2 separate regions of the Danio rerio genome follow, and region 1 is linked to region 2. The links are chromatin contacts, called in public HiCAR-type maps. All regions are on one chromosome and are shown on one strand. Each heading gives the region's core, a stretch centred on a gene start, on an enhancer-like site or on the middle of the called end of the contact. The rest is flanking DNA. Distances are from core to core; before and after follow the strand shown. Region 1 holds the start of aqp3a (aquaporin 3a). Region 2 holds the start of mob1ba (MOB kinase activator 1Ba).

Region 1 (6,179 bases), core at 2,844-5,343, 55 kb after region 2:
TTGACTACACAGCTGGTCCCAGGACCTGTGTAATACACATTTCTTCAGTGAGCCTACTCGCACAGATACTGTGTAAAGTCAGGGAGGAGGAGGAACAGGTCTATGTATTGCGCCCCTGTGTCTCAATCGGACCTGTATTTCATCTCTTTCCTTGTGATGGCCCCTCCCTGGCATGTCCCCTGGAAGAAGCTTCTTCTCCGCGACAGGCACCATTTGGCACTCGGGTCCAGATCTATGGAACCTCATGTGTGGTCCATAGATGGATCGTGGAGGACTTCGTTGACCTACCGTTTAGGTGGTTAACGCCGTCACTCAGGCTAGAGCACCTTCCATGAGGCATGCCTACACCCTGAAGTGGAATCTATTTGCTGTGTTGTATATGTCTTTCCGAGAAGGAATCCCTGAACATGCCAGATCAGTATGATACTATCCTCCTTCAGTTGGCTAAAACTAGGGTGTCCCCTCCGCACTGAGGGGTTGGCGTGTGATCATCTCTGCTTTGAGGACGCGGCGATGGTGGCGCGCTGAAAAATTATAGCCTTATCATCCAGCTCTCAGAGGAATGAGATGTGGAAATTAACTCTATGCTGTTCCCCTACTCATTTGAAGATCTCTCTTAGTAGAGATCTGCTTGATTACTCAACTCAGTATCTTTATGATTTCTGTCCAGGTAGACAGCTCTGCTGGTCACGTTGGCATCGGTCAAATGGGTGGGTATATAGAGGCATTTTCGGTCAGCAAAATGTGCCAGCGTTTTGGGTCGACCCACTCTCACGTTTTTCTGAGACCCCAGCCCACCTAGGTGCCCTAGGTTCCTATAGTGCTCATTTAAAATATGTAGTGAACCTGCAAGCACTGCCCATGGAGGAGGCAGACACTGCCCTTTTATTGTCATGTCCTGTTCGTGCTTTGCATATTATACGGACCTGACTCAGAGCTTTAGATCCTCTGAGCAGCTCCTTATCTGTTACGGTGATCAGCAGAAGGTAAGCGTCGTATCTAAACAGAGGTTGGAACAGCCCACTGAACAGTCAATGCCATCTCCCTCACTTTTCATAGCCAGGGTGAGCCGTGTCCCCCAAAAGTGAGAGCGCACTTTATTTGGAGTGCGCATCCTCTTGGGCATGTGCACGCGGCACCTCTCTAACAGATATAGTTTAGCTGCGGGTTGGGTGACACCTAATACATTTTTGAGACTTTTTAATCTTTGAGTAAGTTGATTTCCTCACGTGTGCTGGGAAAACCTGGTGAACGAGGAAATTCAGTTTGGTATTGTAAAACGCTTGCTGTGCCTTTCGCTCTAACACAGAGATACCTGCTCTTTCTCGCTTTGTCAGTTGAGTTCCTCACTTGGCGAACCCTGTAGAGTTCCTCCGAGGCCCCCAGCATTTGACTCAGTGGAGGAATCAGGTGTTGGCCTGTTACGTTGTTGGCATACCCGCTGGTCAGCCCGTGTTTTGGGTTTAGGTGCCTGCTATGTGCGATCCTTGCTGGCGATCCCATTAGCTCACTCAGCCACGATGAAGTCCCCTCTCTTAGGCGGGCTTGTGTCTTCCCTCCCTGCTAACCATCTTTCATATGAGTCCTCCCCCTTTCAGGGCTAGTCCATATGCTTTTTGTCACCAGGTCTCCCCATTTGGGCAGCAGGTGGCCTCCGCAGCATTCTCCCTATTGGGACCAAATGCTTTCCTAACGTACTGTCGTATCTATAATTCCTAGAAATAAACTAGGTGTATTTTTACGACTCCCCAAAAAATAAATCTAAACCGGAACAGGTAAATAAGAGCCAGGGGACACGTTGGAAGACTGCACCTCTGGTGACGCAGGTGCGCTCGTGCTGCTATGTGGCACGCCCCTCCCCAGAGACGTGGTAAGGTTCTTTCGTTGTGACGTTTCCACAGATTTCCCCATAGTGGAAATTTTCCACATAGCATTGAAGTTCCCCTTCCGAAGGGGAACGCAACAGTTACCAAAGTAATCGTCATTCCCAGAGGAAATGGAAATACTATGTTTCTTTGCCGCAACGATTGTCCCTTAGCTGGCAGCCGTAAAAGGCTCTGCCAGCTAGAAAAAGATGTCTAGCGTGGCACGAGCTGCGTCTTTATAAACAGTCTAATATCTAGTCTGGCATTTCATTGACCTGTTTTTATAGTCTTTCAGATGATTGAATTCTGACAAAATCCCCATAGTGGAAGTTTACCACATAGCATTTCCGTTTCCCGCCATCAGGGAAGAGGGTTACTTTAGTAACCGCTGCATTTTCAGCATCTGTCTTCTCACAACATATCAACCTGTCTAAATAACAAGTTATGTTGACAACACAACAAAATAACAAAATGTAATATTTTTATAGAATAAACTTGAGCTTGAAGCATTTTGCGAGACAAATATAGACCTATTACTACTGGTTATTACGACTTCTTAAAATAATATTCAGACGATGTTTCTTTTTTGTTTGATTGTTTGTTTTAACTGCAATAAAACCGAATGAGAACGAAATTAGAAAGAACTTCACAGAGCTGGAAAAATATACGGTTTAAAAGTAATTATTTTAAAATGTCAAATTATTATTATTTCTATTTATCAAACTTATTTTGCGATTACAAAAATGTTATTTTACAATTAAAATGAATTACAAAAAAATTAATCCAACTAAATTAACACTTAAAAATGAACTAAAAAATGAATGAATAAGAGAATTAAATAATTAATTAATGATTCAATCAGTTAGTTGATCAGACAAACAAGCAAATAAAATTTGGAGAGCAAAAAATTATAAAGCCTTGTATTTGGGAAGACAGATGCCACACATGTGAAAAGGTGCGAACTAACAGAACCAAAACAGACAGATACTAAGAGATGAGAGTGCACAGATAAGTTTTTTGTGTGAATTTATGTGTGATTTTATTTATTTATTTATGGATTGATTGCTTATCAAACCTTTATTAAATTGCTAAATTAAAATTCATTCATTCATTTATTCATTTTTCTTTAGCTTACTTCCTTTATTCATCAAGAGGTCGGCACATTGGAATGAACTGCCAACTTATCCAGCATATATTTTACTCAAATATGCCCTTTCAGCTGCAACCCAGAACTGGGAAACACAGATACACACTCACATTCACATACATACACTACAGCCAATTTAATTTACTTAGTTGCCCTATAGAGGTTGTCGTTAGACTGTGGGGGAAACCGGAGCGCCCGGAGAAAACCCACGTGAACAAAGGGAGAACATGCAAATTCCACACAGAAATGCCAACTGCCCCAGCCAGGACTTGAACCAGTGACGTTCTTGACAGTGCAAACCACTGAGCCACTGTGTCATTCAAATTAAAATAGTTCTTTGCAGAAAACATAATGCATTTATTTTGAGATATACTACATTTTAATCATTTTTTTAAATTTGTTTTAAAAAGAAAATCCAATTCATTGAGAACAAATCCTCTGTACGCATAAACACTTTCCTCTGCTTCTTCTAATTAGGTGGTAATTCTATTAATTAAGGATATTTGTGGCTTTTTAATGAAATTAAATGAACAAAAATGTTTCACAGTTCTGCTATGTTCACATTTATTTACTGCCTAATCAGCATCATTATTAAAACGATAATTTATGAATCACAGACAACTAAGCAAGTGACCCTGCCCATTTCTGAAGGCAGAACCTTAGTTATGCTTCATGTCAACTCAAAGTGAAACTATTCTACCACCACTGGTCTCTCGAGATTGGCCAATATTACACTTCTAAAATTTCGCACACAGATCCACTTTTACACTACAAAGCTTAATAATGGGTGATGAGGTTTCAAAATACAAAGATGTGAGAGAAAAAAAAGAACCTGTTAACTGAGAGGAAAAGCAGATGAATGCACTGTAAATGGGTGTGAATGCTAATGTGAATAATATAGGGCGGGATCGAGGGAGTTGATGTAGTGTATAGGTGAATGTGTGAGTGTGTGTCTGTTTTTTTCTCTCTCTCTCTGTGTGTGTGTGTGTGAGAGAGAGATGTAGTGTAAAGGGGCAGGCTGGAAGTTGAAGGGTTGGTCCTGGTTCATCATGTATAAGAGCAGAGCACTGGACTTCATGTGAGCACACGTCTCTGAGGAACATACAGCTTGTTTCATCCAGACAAAGGAAAACATCTGGACAAGTCTGAAAGATGGGTTGGCAGAAAAGCGTTCTGGATAAGCTTGCGCAGACTTTCCAAATCCGCAACAAGTTACTGCGCCAGGGATTGGCTGAATGCTTAGGAACTCTCATCCTGGTGGTGGGTATTTCTCCTTAATGGTGAATTACTGACGGTCAAAGCTGAGCTCAGTAGAATTTGTCTTTATTTGTCATTTAGTCTAAAACTCTATATTCTTTTGAATACTCAAATAATCTTTAAAAAAGCACTGGAAGTAAGATTCACTGTATCTTTTTGTATGAGTGGATGAGTGGTACTGTATAGTATCACTTGTGGAGTAATTGCTTATCTTCTGAAAGTCTAAAATTTGGGCTGAAATGTTTACTTTGGTATGTGCAATTTGTCATGACTAAATAATACAAACTGTTAATTAAATTTTTACTACTGTGCAAACACTAGAGTAACAACATAGATCTAAAATGAGTGTGAGTATTATTACTGCAAAATAATAATAATAATAATAATAATAATAAAACAATTTTGTTTAGAATTTTATTATAGACAAGCTGTAAGACTCAAAACCTGTATGATTTTCTTCTGGAAAGACATTTTTTAAATATATCGTGGACATTTTTTAAATAGTGCGAGGGGTTGCTAGACAAAGACATTTAAAAAACAATTTAAATTATATGAACAATTGAAAGGGTACTGTAGTCAAATAGGAATTTAAAATATGGACTGAGGAACTATGCTAAAAGGAAGTATTTTGCAAATAAAGAAGGGTAGTCCTGTTTGTGTGTGTAAGAGAGCGAGAGAGAAAAAGCATGACAAACATAAAATGTACTTGAACATCCCCTTTAGCTTGATGGCAATTTTTTTTTGCAACATAGAATGCAGATAAGCATGTCATTATTCAGCAGAAAAGAAGCACATGTCAAAGCTTTCGCTGAGTAGCACTTAATTCATCATAACTATTATAATGTAGCAATTAAAACGTGAGCATTAAGCCAATAATTTGAGCTTTATTGAATCATCAAGTCATCAAGCCACACCCCTGTGAACTTCAGCATTTTAGATCTGCCAACTATGCACGTTTTACTAGCATATGCTACCCAGCAGGTACTTTGATGTCATAAATACAAATCAATTTGATGCCAAAACCCTCTTAAATCCAGCTAACAACACAAAAAGTGTTATTAGAAAAGTTTTCTTCATCTGAAAGCTCCACGTACAAAAGACAAAGTTACACTGGAATTTGTATTCCTATAATGCATCACAAAAACAAAACAACATCAAATTGACATCTAACATTTTTGACGCCAATATTAGATGTCTATTTAATGTCATTTTATCATGCATTGCTGTGATACAATATCCAGAGCATTCCAGCAGACCCATAACTCACCGTTAGTTCTGAACATTGTGATATGGAAATCTTTTAAATAATGTCTAATAAGCGCATGTTTAATAGGTCAGGGTGTGTGCATGACAGCCACAGGCGGGCTGTAAAATATGACTCTCATAAAAAACTTATTGACATCAACCTGTGGTAACAAAAAGCTCACAGGGTTATTATGCCATTTTTACAAGCACTTTAGAAAAAACAGCTCATTTTTACAATACACACTCATTGTTTGCTTTTGAGGTGTGTGGGAGGGTCAAATAAAAGATAATACTTAAATGGAGAGGTCATACGATTCTGCATCGCTCAACACATGTGATGTTTGCTGAGTGGCAAAAGGTATTTGATATACAAGTTACTCTGAACGCAGTCTTTGTCTGTGAAGGTCAGAGTTTTGATATTATAAGCGGACATTCTTCTCAGAGCAGAAACAGGAACAATCGATCTCAGTGGTGTTGAAAAAAAGCACACAGGGACATGGAAATGCATTAGCATTCACACGAATTGCCATTCTAAAGTGATAAATTGGTTCGGTGAGATGTTGTTTTTAGGTTTGTGTTGACATTGTGTCTGAGATTTATTAATTTGACAGCTCTGTCAATTATACGACTTTGGTAAAGCTGTATCGTGAGCCTTGTAATTTGCC
Region 2 (6,116 bases), core at 2,654-5,153:
TGCCAGTGTTTTGGAGCACACTAGCTAATAGATATCCTTAAAACTAACAGATTACAATTAACAGCTAAATTTTTTTATTTTGATTACATGGGACCTTTGAAGTCTGCTGACCTTCAATAAAGCGATCTCTTAGGTAATGGCGGTGTTGATCCAGTGCTTTGCCAACATCCTCCTCGTGCTCCAGCTCGATGAACGCTTGTCCTGATGGCTTGCCGTACTTGTTATACAGAATATGGACTCCATTGACTCCTCCTCGGATCCTACATTCTGTAAAGAGGAAATAAAGTGCACATCGGTATCAGGACACAGTATGAGTATTCACTTCCCAAGCAAAAAGAAACCCAAATATACTTTCTATGGATTTGAGGAAAACTAATGAAGATTCTATAATTGAATCTGCTGAATATGTTTGGCTACAATGGTTTGAGCCTTGTCTGATGTGGGGTCTAGCTTTTTATTTGTTAAACAATCATATAAGGTTTACACTAGGGCTGTGCAATATGTAATGTGTAATTATATAGCGCATTTACTGTGTTTGGCCATGCACCCAAAGTGCTTCACAATCATGAGGGGGTCTCTCCACACCACTATCAGTGTACAGCTTCCACTTGGATGATACGACAACAGCGCCAGTGCGCTTACCACACACCAGCTATAGCTGGAGTGGAGAGACAGTGATGCAGTGTATCCGGAAAGTATTGATAGCGCTTCACTTTTTCCAAATTTTTTATGTTACAGCCTTATTTCAAAATGGATTAAAGTTTATTTATTTCCTCAAAATTTTACACACAATACCACCTAATGTGAAAAAAAGACTATAAAAGACTGCAATTTTATAAAAAATCTAAAAACTTGAAAAATCACATGTACATAAGTAGTCACGGCCTTTGCTCAATACTGTTAATGCACCTTTAGCAGCAATTACAGCCTCAAGTCTTTTTGAATGTGATGCCACAAGCTTGGCACACCTGTCTTTGGGAATTTTTGCCCATTCCTCTTTGCAGTATCTCTCAAGCTCTATCAGGTTGGATGGAAAGCGACGGTGTACAGCCATTTTCAGAGCCCTGAAACTACAGGGCTTTCATCATTTAAACAAATCATTTTACTTCTATTTTGAGAGAGTAAAAACTTATATTAATAAGAAAGTCATCTGCTACGGTATGCTGTTCTCAAGATGTTATATAAATATGTAAGCCATCAGATATCCATTTTACTTTACAACCATTTAAATATCTGCTAAACCAACTTGCTTTTCTTTGCTTAGTTTGGGCCTTTAAAAAAAAAAAAACATGCTTTGTATTTATATATAAATTCTTACCAAACAATCTGTATTAAAATATTAGACAAACTTAAATACATCTGCATAATTTTATAGTTTGATCATTTTCTCTGGCTACATTTAATTTCAAGTGTCTGCATTCATATGACCCAGTTCATACAAAAAAGAAAATTATGTCATCATTTACTCACCTCTAACTTGTTCCAAATAGTTTTCTTTCCTCTGTTAAACAAACAAAATGGTGTTTTGAAACCTGTAACCATTGACTTACATTATTTTTCCTACTATGAAAGTCAATGGTTACAGATTTTCAGCTTTTTTTTTTTTATAAATATCTTCTTTTGTGTTCAACAGAAGAAATACACTTAAAAGATTTAGAACCACTAGAGGGAGAGCAGGGCCGGAGTGGGACACCTTTTCAGCCCTGGAGTTTCAAGCCTCAGACCGGCCCACCTCAGTTCACGACTGACTATATTAAAATAAGGTCATTTCCAAATCAGTTTCTGATGACACTATCACGTCTTTTTTTTGAGAAAACAGCTGCTTTAGAACTTCAAATGTTCAACAACCCTAACAGTATTATATGTCTTAACAATAAAAATGAAAACAATAAGGTACTCTAACGAGGATCGAACCCGGGTTCGCGGGGTCTTAACCTAACGTGCTAACCGCTGGACCACAATAGCTGTATTCAAAAAGAGGACACAACTGAGTTTTATAATCATTAAAATAGATGAAAAGAGAAGAGTTGCGGTAAAATAATGAATAAAAAGGCTGTGGTAAAGTAAATAAATAAATTTAAAAAGTGTGACTGCTGAGAGCAACAGATTCTGCAGCTAGGGACACCGGCCCTCGCGGCCAAAAAACGGACCGGCCCACCGGGAATTCTCCCGGTCCTCCCGATTAGCCAATCCGGGCCTGAGGGAGAGTAAATAGTGTATAAATGTTAAATTTTGAGTGAACTATGCCTTTAATTTGACTAGAGCAAACGTGGGAACAACAGCATATCTTCAAAACGACTTCTTAGCTCAAATAACAAAACAAATACCAGAAAAGAAGCTCATTATGTCTTCAGCTGTACAGGACCAGGGCAGACCCTTAGCCTGGACGATGAACAACTCCTTTGCTTGGTTCTCTTCAGAACCAGGGGTGTATTCTGGTAGAGGAGGGTACTCATCATCTTTAGATGGTGCCTAAAACAGTAGAAGGGCAGCGTCAGGAGACGCGGTAGACTGTACATAACATTTACTTCTGCTCGCATTTATCCAAAGCGACTTACAAGTGAGGGTGTAATATGAATCGATCAGGTAACTTTACCTCAGAGCACAGACTTCGTTGAGAAAACATCCATGGATTCTTGGCTTTACAGTCTGCTAAATATCTTGTTGTCAATGAATGAACACTCAGACCTCGTGCTGAAGTTAACTGCGCAGTTTTACTATGATTCAGAGTCTCTAGGCATGGAAACCGCGGCGATCTCCTGACACAGCGAACAAGAGAGAACAAGAGCGCGCTTCGACTCAGTCCAGACATCTTAAATTGTGCAAAATTAAACTTAAACCTACGTGAAACCCTAAACATATACACGGCATAAACACGGCATGGTACAGCTTATTTGGAGCGCAAATCCCGTTGACCTACGGCATCAGAGGACAACATGACGTCATCAAAAGGCGCCTCGGAGTTTGACAAGATCTTTCAAAATAGTAGTTCAGCAAACTGTTCTTTCATCATTATCAATAAAGTGTGGTTTTATAGACTTTGTTTAGGTATGGATAAGATTAAATGTTCTAGAATATGGACATATGCTGCAAATTAAGATATTAATGCGCTTTAATATGTGAACATTAATCTAATTTTCTTTATATTGTTTTTGAAAGCACACAATATAACAAGAGACAAACCTTAATAAAACTTCCAGAGCAGCAAAACGAAAATATTCACACATATTTAAAACACAACACATAGTGTTATACAAGAGGTTAATTATCAGGATTTGTTTTTTTTTACATTTGTTGTAACAAAATTATTTTATTAAGCAGAATTTTAAAGGATTCGATGGAAAATTGGTAAAACTACTATATAATAACTATATATATAATAGTAAAATAACTATATTGGAAATATGTTTTTGTAAAATATGTTAATAGTTGTGTTATCGTTGACCTGTTATTAAGCTGTTAGATGGGATTCAGAAGAGTATCATTTTAATTCATACTGAAAAATATGTATCTTCTTCACAACAAACAAGCCATTTAGATTAAACTGTTTTTATTATAATTTCAGTATTGAATAAAAACAATGAATAAAAAGTACAATAGAAATATCAATACTTATAAACAGTAACACTTTTAAACTATTAGCTTGTGTAATGATGCAAACTACATATTTTCCTTTAAATTTTTCCAGTTATGCAGTGGTATTTTGTAAGTATGTTAACAGTAACATATATAGATATTGTCCAGTAAATAATACATAATTTATACATGTGTCTGTCTGCATTTGTACTGTAGTGTAATTTTTATGCTTTCGGGACTCTTGTTATAGAAGAAAGGAGGTGCAGCGGGACTGCAGACTTGACCTCGCGAGGTTTGAGGCTTTAGCTGGAGAGACTTTGGATGGGAAGAAGTTTTCCACGGGCAGGATCTGTGTTGATGGGGTGTTGAGGACGTTAAAGCTCAAATACCCTGTGTTCCCACGTTTCGCAGTCAGGATAACGGATTTGTGTCGATTTCTCATCTACAGCACGTTTTCCTCCGGGAGAGATGAGCTTTTTGTTGTGAGTATGGTTTATAAAAGGAAACACTGACGGCTAGTTAGCAAGCGCAGAATACTGCTTTTGTCCCGAAGCCTCCTGTGCATCATCAGTCCTGTCTCACAGCCGTTATTTATTAGTCAACCGTAATGATACTGAAATAAAAGCAAACAGGAGAGCCCATCGCAGCAGGGACTTTCTAACGTTAGCATGCACAACAAAACTGTAATGGTGTTCTGGCTAATGGAGACTAACTTAGTTAGCCAGAATATGAGGCCATCAGCAGCTGCATGAAATTACATTTGGTTACTCACTCTTTATGTTTATATTTAGATTCACACAACAGTAACGGGCTGTAAATTGAGCCGTATTTATCAGCATCAAGTCATTCAAGTAAACGCGATATAGTCGTGTTTTGTGGCTGGATACCAGTAGCTTTGGCTTGTTCTATCCTTCTGTCATAACCTGAGTTGTCTCATAATGTATTCTTTATTATGACAAAATCATTTTATCATTAATAATTGCTACCTAGAAAAGCGTATTGTCGCTTTCATGCACCGCCGTGACATCAGTGTAAACAAGAAAACAAGACATGTTTAGATAATCCCACTGTAATCCCAGTACACTGTACTTATCCCAGAATAATAAGTCCCAATAGAGCACGTTTTACTGTAGATTTGTATTGTGTTGTGACTGCTAAATCATATAAACAATTGTATTTTTCTATCTCTAAAAGGAAAAAGTGCAATGTCAACAATAATAACTGTTGTGCATTTCTCTCTTCTTCTGCTTTCCATTAAAAATGAGATGTACTAGTCCCATATATGAAGCTGTTGAGCTGTTCATTGAGCATTCAAACTCTAAGCAGTTTACAGCTGTGTAGGCAAATAAGTAAAAAAAGGCAGATAAAAAAAACAAGTAAAGTTTCCTAAAGCTTTAGTTCACCCAAATGACATTTTTTTCCTAATTTACTCGCCCTTTATTACTAGTTTCATACTTTTATGTTTGAAAAACAGCATTGTTATACCTGCAAGCAGTTTGAACTGCAATTTGTATGGCATCACATTAGCACAGATGTATACCCTTTGAAAAAGATGCAGCTACATGTCACCATGTTGCACAAGATCTGTGACTTGTCTGCTTGGTAGCGGTGACCAGTGTATGTGGGGTTGAGGGCTGTGGGAGCGGAGTGATGTTGGAGTCTTAAATAGGCATAGAGTCCTGCGGAGGATCTTAAGATTGTTTTTATTTTGTGTTTACTTCATGATTAAAGTTGTTCAACCTTCTGGTTGATCACTCAACCAGAACTGTAATTCAGGCCTTAGTCTGTTCATCCACAACATCAACCTTAGTCAAGGAAATGTCATTAGGAAGATAAAGTCATTTTGGGATCGGCACATATCTGTTCTTGTCTTCTTAATTGTTGCTGAGCCCTTTAGTTCAACTGTTTTACTGGGGCCTGTTTCAGAAAGGAGGTTAAGTGAAAACTCAGAGTATTTTAACCCTGAAATGAAAGAAACTCTGGGTTTTCGGTTTCAAAATGGCAGGTTTGTTAAACTCAAGAAATCAGGGTAAGTCAAGCCTGTTTCTGAAAGAAAGGTAACTTTAACTCAGAGTCAGTTACTGTGGTAACTTACTCTGTGAATCTAACCTGGTCCAGAGCAGGTTTTATTCTCTAAACTCTGAGTTTCTGTTGGTCTCCTTCCCTTTTTTAAAGATGAAGCGTATTTCTCTCATTAGTCTTACGTTTCCACACACCTATTTTAGAGCTCATTTTGGAGATGCCCATAAAAACGATTGATGGAAACGTCATGATTCACATAACTTTTGAAAATATGCATAATAAAACATTTGCATAACTGAGTAGGTTAAACTTTTATTTGATAAGAAAAGATGCGCATAAACTACGAAGTGCACTTAACAAATTACAGTATGTACATTAAAAAAAAAGTTTGTTAGAGATGATGATGAAAATGTGTGTGAAAGGACAAACCAGCTGACTGAGCACACAGTAGAACATCTTAAATGTTGTTTTAGTCATTCAAAAATGCCTTAACTGTTTCAGTATTAGTGTATATTATT

What was found. HiCAR-type assays count read pairs that join an accessible place to other places.
Region 1: a HiCAR-type map of caudal fin shows a contact between it and region 2, with 2.7 times the contacts expected there. The contact joins the promoter of aqp3a here to the promoter of mob1ba in region 2. A contact is called at or near these places in 1 of 18 Hi-C or Micro-C datasets (caudal fin) and 3 of 4 datasets of contacts at active chromatin or transcription factors (caudal fin, embryo and gastrula embryo).

Annotation. Positions count from the first base shown.
Region 1 is chr5:43,818,916-43,825,094 of GRCz12tu, forward strand. aqp3a (aquaporin 3a) reads left to right here and starts at 4,094. Exons shown (of 6, transcript NM_213468.1): 1 at 4,094-4,272. The coding sequence starts at 4,165.
Region 2 is chr5:43,764,549-43,770,664 of GRCz12tu, forward strand. mob1ba (MOB kinase activator 1Ba) reads left to right here and starts at 3,904. Exons shown (of 6, transcript NM_200200.1): 1 at 3,904-4,058. The coding sequence starts at 4,045. grsf1 (G-rich RNA sequence binding factor 1) reads right to left here and starts at 2,830. Exons shown (of 9, transcript NM_001045852.1): 1 at 2,597-2,830; 2 at 2,328-2,472; 3 at 112-267. The coding sequence starts at 2,626.